Linked DNA regions of Sus scrofa: region 2 is linked to region 1. The links are chromatin contacts, called in public HiChIP or PLAC-seq maps. All regions are on one chromosome and are shown on one strand. The core of a region is the stretch at or near the end of the contact, and the rest is flanking DNA. Distances in the headings are between cores, read along the strand shown.

The links. HiChIP or PLAC-seq counts read pairs in DNA pulled down with a chosen protein or histone mark.
Region 2: an H3K27ac HiChIP or PLAC-seq map of skeletal muscle shows a contact between it and region 1. The contact joins the promoter of CRIM1 here to the enhancer-like site in region 1. A contact is called at or near these places in 8 of 47 Hi-C or Micro-C datasets (brain, embryonic fibroblasts, mesenteric adipose tissue and 3 more) and 1 of 2 datasets of contacts at active chromatin or transcription factors (skeletal muscle).

What each region holds. Positions count from the first base shown.
Region 1 is chr3:103,757,562-103,762,997 of Sscrofa11.1, forward strand. All of the region lies in intron 2 of CRIM1 (cysteine-rich motor neuron 1 protein), which reads right to left. Among named protein-coding and RNA genes, the nearest start is that of CRIM1, 55 kb to the right of the region's middle. Within about 2 kb of position 2,845, at least 16 of the 83 cell types and tissues checked have an H3K27ac peak or open chromatin away from gene starts, as enhancers often do. A contact at or near this core is called in omental adipose tissue, retroperitoneal adipose tissue and skeletal muscle, where this site is marked.
Region 2 is chr3:103,812,372-103,817,807 of Sscrofa11.1, forward strand. CRIM1 (cysteine-rich motor neuron 1 protein) reads right to left here and starts at 3,085. Exons shown (of 16, transcript XM_021087639.1): 1 at 2,674-3,085. The coding sequence starts at 2,986.

The sequences.
Region 1 (5,436 bases), core at 1,595-4,094:
GTCTGAAAAATTCCTGAGGGAACAGAAACAAGTTGACTCTCAATCAGAAAACATTCAGAAGGTTCCACTGTGATTAGCAATCTGAATGCCAAAGGGTGCCAGGAACATACACATGGGATATTTTCCTTTTACCACCATAGAGACAAATATCACTTTAAACATTATAGGCAAAATATTCAGAAAGTTTCAAAACCTCACTAATTGCCCAGATCTGAGTCAGACACAACTGAGATTATGAGATTTTTGTTTCATTCCTTAGAAGGTAAGCAAGCCAGGAGTTCTGAGGCCACAGCAGGACAACCGTGGGACAGGTCACCAGTGCTCTTGCTCAAGCTGGTTTCAAGGATACTTGGGGAAGCCACTTTAAATGCACCTCTGCTATGGACTCAAACTGCATCAAAACACTGAAACAAGGGTCCTTTCATGCCCACTGTTGCAAAAACACACCCCTGATATTTATAAAAGCTATGTGAAACAGATTGGACTTTATTTTTGCCAAAGCATCAGGGACAGTAAACAACAATCTTTTATATGCTATACAAGCAAGATTGGAATGTATTCGAGCCACCTTTGAAATGTCCTTCTATTGAGGGGACAAGTGGTCTTACCTAGCTTTCTAGTTTTCAGGACTTTTGACTCTTAACAACAGACCAAAGGAACAGATTTTGAGGAGGAAGCAAAAGCCCTTATTTCATTTTCCAAGCCAAGTAAAAGGAAAAAAAAAAATTAAGAAGTACACGATAAAATATGAGCTCGTTTACTGACACATAGCTTTTCTTTAGGTCTATAAAACTTTGATTTTATCTACAAATACATGGAATATTCAGAAAAAGGAGTATCAATTTTTAAACATTATTAAATTCTTGTATTGTTCTTTTGTTATTACAACAGGAAAAGAAAAGCTACTGATAAGGAGAGAGCACTTTACTTGCTTTTCGGGAAATTAAAAAAAAAAAAAAAAAAAAAATCCCAGCGACAGAGAAAAGAATAATGAAGTGTAGGAAAACCGGGAAGTTGTCAGCCAGAAAAGAAAAACACATCCACAATTTAAAGGAACATTCCAGGCTCTTAAAAACTCAGACAAATATTAATCCATCGCATATTAACGCCTTCCCCCTTCCACCTTTCCAGGCACTACTTACAGCTGTTACTTCTTTCTGATGCAAAGAACACTTAGCAACAGGGACTGCAAATCAAAAGCAGGCAGGCACCCTATTGACAGGGTATATCTCCAGCTTTACATATTCCAATAACCAATGTGGATCCACTATCTTAGAAACTATGCACCATTAGAAGAAAGGCCTAGGTTTCAAAATATATTCCAATGCTCAGAACAATATCTTAGTGACCACTACGAACTAGAGAATGAGTCAAGTTTTACCCTTACTAGAGCATTTCTATGTTAAAAAGAAAAAAAAAAAACCCCAATTTTGAAATGTAGTGCTTTTAAATACCTTTCTTGAGAAAGTTACACATTTCACAAAGATTACCACCAGCTCTAGAAGTAAACATAGCTTGTCTATTCATCACAAAACAGCTCTGTAAACGGATTAAAATGAGCTTTGGTTTATTTGTTCTTTATCAGTGTCTTCTAGAATGTCACCATGCACAACAGTACTCAGGCTGGGAATGGCTACTCTGCCCTTATCACAGCTGCCCGTGTGGCCGTCTCATCTCTCCCACTGGAGGTGATGCCCCTTCTGTGTCAACTCAACAGTGGGGGTGGCCCCAGGTGTGCAGGACATAGGAAGGAGCGGGATTAACTTCAGGGATCCTTGTTCCATCCTAAAGAGGTTGCCCCCTTCTGGGCTGAACCCCTTTAATAGGAATGTCACCGTTGGAAAGGATTAACATGTGGCTGCTGGATGAGGAAATACTCTAGAGTGTTATGAGGTTAAGTATGTAAGATTTTGCCTAGATTACTGGTGCTGGTAAAGAGAAAGAGGATGCTGGGCTTTTGAGGGAGGAAAAACCTCACAGGACAGGATGAGGTGGCCCTGGGAAAAAAGACACTTGCCATCTTCACCATGTTCCCCTACGCAGCAGCTCTGCTAACCTTCAGCAACAAGTGCAAGAAACTGGAGCTTTCCTAGAGGGGTATCTTTCTGTGCGCTTGTATACATTCATGGGTGTCTCTTTCCACTAATAAAGATTTCCTTGCTCTTTAAAAAACTAAAATCTTCTTTATTCAAAAAGGGTTTTGCTGTTATTGTTTTTCCTGAAGGATCTCTTCATCAAGGTACTAGGTAAATACTAGCAAGGCTGGAAAATGGAAAGAACACACTATCTACCAGAGAATCCTTAACCATATTGATAAAATTATAAGAGCATTTGAAATGATCCCTTTCTGATGGAATGTAAATTCCTGTTAAAGTGATTATGCTCCCAAACTGCTTCTTGAACTTCCCTTTTCACAGACTTTTCCCCTCCCCATAAGCAGAACAAATACAAAACCGCCAAGCCTGCCTGAGTTGTGTCCAAAACCCCAGATTACGGTTGGGGAATACTGATTACACCAATTAATGAGGTTGTAATGGCTTGAGCTTGGGGATGACAACTCCTGACGGTCCACACCCTTGGCGTGGCTGAGGGAGGCAGCTGGCTTGGGGCGGGAGGACACAGAAGGGGCAGCTCCAACTCCTCGCAGAGGGAGGTCCCTGCTCTGGGGAGTGGTCCCCACCCGCTCCCACAGAGGCGGCAGCTCAGATGGCCTCGTGGGGCGGGATTCCAGGCCTTTTGCCGGTGTCAGGAAAAGCCGTTGTGGGGGCCAGCGTTTAGACGGACACAGCTGGGCAAAGCAGCAACTCAGCAGCTCTGTGCGATAGAGCACACGCCAAGCCTGGAAATAACTGAGAGGTCACCTACAGCCAAGTCGGAAACCACAAATCTACAAGGGGTTGCTCAGTGCTACCCAGAAGCTAAAATGTTAACCTGCTCAAGGCCAGTGTTGGACCCACGTTTAAGCATCCCTGGTTGGTGGAAATACAGTTTTCAGACCGGCCTCCAAAGAATACCTTCTCTGGCTGATGGTGTCAGGTTATTTTTTGTCCTTTTAATATTGAGTGTGTCTTTTTAAAAACAGGATCACCAAGCACATGGTATTTAATTTCAAAACAAGCATACACTTGCAGCAAAAACTGTTCACCTACAACTTCTGGTACTCCTGTCACTAACCTAGGAAAAAGCATAGGAAGAGGACAGACAGATGGCTTGGTACAGAAGAGACAGGTTGAAAGTACAGATGAAAAGCTAGAACAAAGGGGAAGGACATTAATACATGGTACAAAGCACTAGGACTAATTTACCTGTGACTGTGCAGCAAGCATCCTGCTAAGGCTCAGACTGAAAAACATTTCTATACCATTCAGTGTAGCCCCGATGTGGCTGAATGAAATGCCCCTCTATACACACACACACACACACACACACACACACACACACACACACTCCCTTCTTAGCACAAGGATACAAAATATTTAATCATGGCTTTTCTTTTTTTCTGCTGGGCACAAGAAACCACAACCAGAAGGTCACTGTATGACTTCCAACGGTTAAAATGCAGGTATAATTATTCAACCAACTGTCCTCTCCAACTGGTCTTAGGCCAAGTTCCCTGAGTTTCCTGTTTTGACTTCCCAGATATTCAAAACTGGTTTCCGCCTCTTCGTAGTCATTTTTTCCCCCTTAAACTAGTTATCAAGACATCAAAACAACAATTGTACCCAAAATTCTAAAATATTTAGCTGTCAACCTAAATAAAAAGTCTACCACTATGAAAATAAATAATTTTGTCTACTCTTCCTTTCCCCAAGAAATTGTTGGAATTTAAAGTAAAAGTCTATTTAAATTTCAAAATCATTATATGTATGTGCATCAAAAAGGAGTGATATATCACATTATCATTTTGTGATGGTTGTTACAGAGAGGGCAATAGCAAAGCATTTAAAGTTGCATAAAAGCCTTACTGCCTTAATTAAACAAATGTACTTAATGGCACTTGGGCAGCTAAAGGAAAAATCAAAAGCTGAGACCTTGATGGTAATGAGGTCCCTTATCCACCTGGAAGGTAAGGTTAAAAGTGCTTTTTTTTTTAAATTTGGTCAAGGGAATAGTCGTTATCTCCAAATGCGGTAAGCAGTATTACCAAATTCCTCAAAAATATATTTTTAGGAGTGTCCGTTGTGGCGCAGTGGTTAACGAATCCGACTAGGAACCATGAGGTTGCGGGTTCGGTCCCTGCGCTTGCTCAGTGGGTTAAGGATTCAGTGTTGCCCGTGAGCTGTGGTGTAGGTCGCAGACCCGGCTCGGATCCCGCGTTGCTGTGGCTCTGGCATAGGCTGGTGGCTACAGCTCCGATTCAACCCCTAGCCTGGGAACCTCCATATGCCGAGGGAGTAGCCCTAGAAAAGGCATTTTATTTTTTTAAAACAATGTAGATGAGCTAAAACAATATATTCACAAGCATAATACTGATTTCAGATGTACCTAGCCTAAGAGAAATAGGATCTGTAATGAGTAATTTTAATGAAGTACATTTAAAAATTGTGAATTAGTGCACAGGAAGGTCTGGACACAGAGAAAGTACAGTCCCTATGGCTTCAGAATAAGTTGAGAACCAAAGTTTAAGAGGTTCTCTCTTTTGGTGTTTTTTTGTTTTGGTAGTTCAGTACATGTATTTTATTATCATGGGTTATAGAAGAGCAGTTTTAAAAGGCCAAGTGCCTCTCAAAGATGTTTCTTCTCTAAACTTCATAAACTTCATAAAATGTATAATAAATACCCCCATTTCTATCCTCCTTCCCACAGAAAAGTTACAGTTATGATAAGTTGTTAAGGACCTTATAAACTTAATGCTGCTACTCATAATCTTACAGTACACTGTTGTATTTCAGGAGAACATAGAATTTGACTCTCAGTATGTCTGAGTCTGTGACCTTATTATTATACTGGGTCATTTTTACTATAGTCAATACTCTACTCTGAAAGATTTGGCAGGAATGATATTTGATATCATGCAGATCAACATAACTGTAAAAAAAACCCACAGACATAAGGTCTTAGATATAGTTCTAAAGTTTAGCGAAGATCAAATGGTTAAGTTATATAAAGGATCATCTCTACTGAAAACAATTTCCTCAGCACCTAAGTTTTGGTATTTGTTTCTCACCATGTGATCCTATACATGCACTATAACATGCCTCAGTGGGGTTTTAATTTCTTTTCATATTTACTTGCAAAATAGTTATAATTCATTTAATTATAAAATGAAACCATCACTATATATTAATATTTGAAGTCTGGCAATTTATACAGAGGATCTGACTTTCTTTTTTTTTTTTTTTTTTTTAAGTATTAGAATTTCTAGGTCCAATGAAATCGGGGCAGCCACTATGGAAAAACAGTATGAAGATTCCTTAAAAAACCAAAGATAGAGTT
Region 2 (5,436 bases), core at 1,835-4,334, 55 kb after region 1:
GTTGGCAAACAGCAATGTAATTTGTATTAAATTATGTCATTGAAGAGGTAGATTAGTCATGATAATATTTCTATACTACGCAATACGTTTTCTCAGGGTAGTCAAATAAGAAGTTTTCAAAGGAGTTTTCATTAACAGATACAACCAGTAGGGGTCATTTTCCTGCAAAAATTGCAGCAAAAGAGATTTCAACATGAATAACATCGATTCCTATTCCTCTTATGATAATCACATGTGAATATCTGAATAAAAATGGGAATTGAGGGAAATACTGGTCACTGAGAAATTTCTTGCCACATAACAAAAATGAGCGAAGTCAGTACTTTCTACAGAATTACTGCTATGGAATGACTCCTATAATTCTTAAAAAGAAGGAAGAAGGCTACTCACTTATCCTTTGTTTTCCATAAATCTGTGGTAAAGTGAAATGCTTTAAGTTGTAGATACCCTACTGAAACATCTGTCTAAAACCAACCATTTTATCATTCCAGGTAACACTGCCCTTCTTACTCTGAGTTCCTGGATTTAGAATGCAACTTAACTGCTGCTTTTAGAGTTCTAAAAAACAAAATAAAATAAAAAGTGCGCCTGAGTACACAACTTTGGTAGTTGAAAACAGGCCGGATAGACTGGAAGTGTTGCTAAAGAACACTAAATGAGATACGGCAATAAATACTTGCAAGCATTTTCAAGGCTAATACCAAGCACATGGGGTGTTACCCAGAAGAAAGGAAGCTATGAGGGATCGCATCATTTCAGAGGAATGAAAGGCTCACCAACAAACTGCCAAAATAACTCCATATTATGACACCGGGATGATGTTGCCAAAACACTTGATTACCGTGAATGTTCCCTGAGCTCCACATTTCCTTCACCAGAAATCTATCACAAAGAAACAAAACAAGGGTTAGAGTCTTTAGAACCTTCCCAAATCCTTCTCAGAGCATAGCAGTTTCCACCACATTTAACCTTGTTTCAGGTTGCTTGTTCTTTTTAGATTTATGGGAGGCTGGCTTAAGTAAATTATACACTCCAAGTGGCAGGGTTCAAAGATGCATCTTTTGGTCCAACTCATTCAGAATTCCCAAAGCCAAACATAAAATTGTCTCAGAAGTTAATCTCCTGGCCATTCTTCTTTTTGAGACAAATGAAAACATGCTACAAAATGGGACTTTATACCAGGTGAGAGGTTTTTGTAACCTGAGGCAAACAAACTCCTCCTCTAACCCAGTGTCCTAAGGGTGCAGCAGAGCACTTCCCTGTGAGAGTTCCCTTCACTCATTACTGCCCACTAGCTTCCAAACCAGAAAGGCCTTCTCAATTTTCCAGAACTGTCCCAAGTTTAAAAACTGCAGGTACCGATGAATATGAAATATATTAAGAAAACCACAGGATGAGACCCATTTATCCTTAAGACTGCCACTTCCTTTCTCAGTATCTCATCATAATAAATAAACACATACACAGAAGGATGCTTCCGAATAAATCCCTCTCTGGTCTCATGCATGCTGGCTCTAAGTATTAAGGAAGGGGCAGGGCAGAGGGCGCCTGTCCCTCCTCCTCTCAGTTCCTCCAGATGCAGCTCTCCGCTCAAACACCCGGATACCTCCAAACAGCATCAACGTCAACGTCAGCCCAAGGAGGGATCTCACTTTTAACTGATGCTCCTTGAGTCCTCCCAGTAACCAAATAAAAAGAACTCAGTGTTTCTCTTAAGACCCCTAAATCGGACCAGGCCCCCCGAGGCTGGTGGCCAGGGCTTAAGGTTTACACCCCCAACAGTGCTTCTCCCACGGAGGAAGGCTCCACGAATCTAATCACTCTCCCTCCATCAGACACCGCGGTGCACAATACTTAGTGGAAAAACCAGCAGAACAATCCTCGCCATTAAACACACAAATAGAAGTAACTGGCAACACGATTAGAAACACGTGGATATCTGATCTTAAAAAGCAGCCTCTAATAGAAACAACTTTTCACCCCTAGGTCCAAGCCCCCCGCTCTCCGCCCCTTCATTCAGGAGAGAAAGCCTCTGACCATTTTCAATAGGCAAATAAATGAGTAACCACCGTATGTAACTTCCCTTGGGCTGACATATTCCGGAGCTGAAATTGATTTATATGCGCAGGAGGAGGAAGGGGGTGACGGAAAAGAGCAAGGAAAAAATAATAAAAGAGTCACACAGGGAGTGTGAGCTGGAGACACGTCTCCGCCAGCAGAAAATGGACTTTTGCGGACACGGTGAAGCACTTGGTTCCACACTGCGCTAGTGCGGGGAGGGCGGCAGGGGCTGGACTCCCCGAGGGGCTCGCGACAGCCTCTGCAGTGCCCCCTGCCCGTGGCGCCCCCACGTCGGGGAGCACAGCCGGGACACCCCACCCAGCCGCAGCCCGATAGGCCACACGTGTGAGCTTCTGTACGCGGCCGGGGGCGACTCCCCTCTCTCTAGCCTCCACCCACGAAATCCAACCTCAACCGCGGCCTGCCAGGCATCAGGGGGAACAGCGAGCGGGAACCCAGGGACGCGGGGCTCTCTGCCGGGGGCGGGGGCATCCCTCCTCCCGCGGAGCCCTCTCTCCTCGGGAAAGTCTCAGCCAAACTTTGTTCCGCGCAGCCAGCGCAGAGGGGGCGGCGCGGGCCAGGTGGGAGGGGGCACGCGGCGGGCGGCCGTACCTTCGCAGACGCCCACTTCGTACTCGGTGATGGAGTCGCCATTGAGCGGGGGGCGGATGACACAGCGCAGCCCCCGGTCGCAGGCTCCGTGGAGCCCGTAGGCGCCGCCGCAGCTCTCGTTCCTCTGGCGGGCGCACATGTAGCAGCAGCCGCAGACGCCCTGCACGATGCTCCCGGGGCAGCTCCTGGGCTCTTCGCACTTGGACTCGTCGCAGGGCAGGCAGACCAGCGCCCGGGTGCCAGAGCGCGCCAGCAGCAGCAAGAGCCCCAGCAGCGAGCCGGCCAGCCCCCTGCCCCCCGCCACCAAGTACATCCTCCTGCGCCGCCGCCTCCTCCTCGCAGTCGGGCCGGGAGCGGGGCGGGCGCCCTCCCCTGTGCGGGGCACACGCGCCGCCGCCGCCGCACCCGCAGCCCGCGGTCCTCGCCGCCCCCCTCGGGGCCCCCGGGGCGCGCCTCCCCTGGCGGGGCGAGGCCCCCGCCCCCTCTGCGGGCCGCGCCGACCCCGAGCCCACTAGCGTTGGCGCCAGCGGGGGCCTCCCCTCTTCCTCCTCCTCCCGGGAGGGAGGGGGAAAAAAGAAAAAAAGTTTCCTCCCGGCAGCTCCGGTTCAACCCAAACTTCTGGCGGCGGCGGCAGCGGCTGCGCCCGGCTCCAGCTCCGGCTGGCGGCGCCTCCTCCCTCTCCTCCTCCGCGTCGGCCGGCCCCGCGGCAGTGGCGGTTGCGGTGGCGGCGCAGCCTCCGGGCCGGTCCCCGCCTCCCGAGCAGCCGAGTGGGCGCGGTGGCGCAGCAGAAGGTCCGCGGCGTCCGCTCCGCGCGCCTGGTTCGCCTCACTCCTGCGCCGCTCCTCCGGGCGCTTGTTTATGGCTCGAGCCTCTGCCGCTCCGGCTGCGCCCTCCCCCATCCTACCTCATCCCCCAGCCCGCGCCGCGCGCCGCTCATTGGCTGCCCCCCACCCCTCCCGGCCCGGCCGGCTCCCTCCCCCTCCTCCGCCCTCCCTACCCGGCGGCCGGGCCCTTCCTCCCTCGCACGCCTCCCCCCACCCCCCCCACGCTCCTCCTGTGCCTCCGGAGCCCGGCGCACCGAGCCGGCCCTGCAGCGGGGTCTTCGCGCGCCTCGCCCGTTCTGGCGTCGCCCGCTCGCTGCGGCTCGGGGAGCGAGGCGCATCCGGCGAGCTACCAGAGTCGCGGCGTCCCGAGCGCCCGCCGGCCCCAGGTCCACCGTGGCTGGCCTGGGAGTCCTGAGGGCGAGACGGCTGCACCTCCGGTGCCGGCTTTGAGTTCCGAGAATGGCTGGGGACCCCGGAGCTCGGGGCGGGGTGGGGGAGAATTGCTGCAGCCCTTGGCTGGAGTACCCGCCGGATCGAACCCCGGGAAAGGGAAGCAAATGCATGGAACCTCCGCAAAACTGGACGAGAATCCATCTTCCACTGGAGCTGGGAATAGACTTTGTAAAAGATCTTATGTAATGGAGTCTCGGGAAGCTCGAGACGCCTCCAGCGAAGCTGCTGGTGAATTAATTAAGTGCTTTAAATCGTCTAGGTAAATATTCCGGGGCGGGGGGACGACTGTTGGGGGCCTCCGTAGCTTGAGTTGCATTTTAACTGCCTACATCTTGTCTGTTTCGTCGCTCTGCCGTCTGTGCCGAGGTACTACATTATCGGAGGGGGCGAGTGGAAAGTGGAGGTGAATTTTTCTCCCTTGAGTAAGGCTGAACACTGGATTACGACAAGTCTTGACATGATTGGACCTGCGTATTTTATGCATCATTAATGTCATCTCACATTGCCCCTTTCCCAAGCTCGTGGACAGATGTGGTGGGTTTTCAATTTTTCATTTATTGTGAACCTACTAATAAAGAAGATCTGGGGTAAATATTCTTTGTGTTAAACCAGGTAAAGAAACAGCTGAAGTCATGCATCCTTGTTTCTTTTATGTAGCTGTCAGAAAAGGTTCTCAAAATGATTGGCTCTGTAATGGCCCACCATTACAGGATGTGTTACATGGTCAATAAAATTAGTGAATTAATAAAAAGTGATTTGGGTCAGTGTGAAAAATAAAACCAGATCTTGTGGCAGGTGTGAGATGGGAATGGCCAGCTGACCTTTTGATCCAAGATGGTCTGGTTTCAGGAAGGTGGCTCTGCCAAATGGATCTGAAAATCGTGACTAATGAACCCAAAGTTAATAGCAGGGCAGTGTAAGGAGAAAGGAAACAAAGGTGCCTTTGAAATCCTCTGTTTGCGGAACAAATTTATACTTATTATAAATATTTTGGTTTAACCACTCTAATCCTGAACGGAAAAACCAAAGTTACCAGTGGAATATTCCCCAGTCACTGGCATCAGAAAACTAAACAACATTTCTACAGTCATATTTCTTTGTCTTGTAGAGGGGAAGAGGCTCATTAATTATAGCTGATTATCAGAGGGTGATGGAGAAAACGATCAACAGTGGAAAGGGGGAGTGAGTGGTCCCATTTTCTGGAGGCATTTTGCTTTTTGGGGCCACTCCTGTGGCTTATGAGCGTTCCCAGGCCAGGGGTCTAATTGGCGCTACAGCTGCTGGCCCACACCACAGCCATAGCAACTGGGGATCCCAGACGCATCTGCAACCTATACCACAGCTTAAGGCAACGCCAGATCCCTGGTCCACTGAGTGAGGCCAGGGATCAAACCTGCATCTTCATGGATACTAGTCATATTTGTTTCCGTTGTGCCACAACGGGCACTCATTCTGGAAGCATTTAAGGAGCTGTTGAGATGACTAG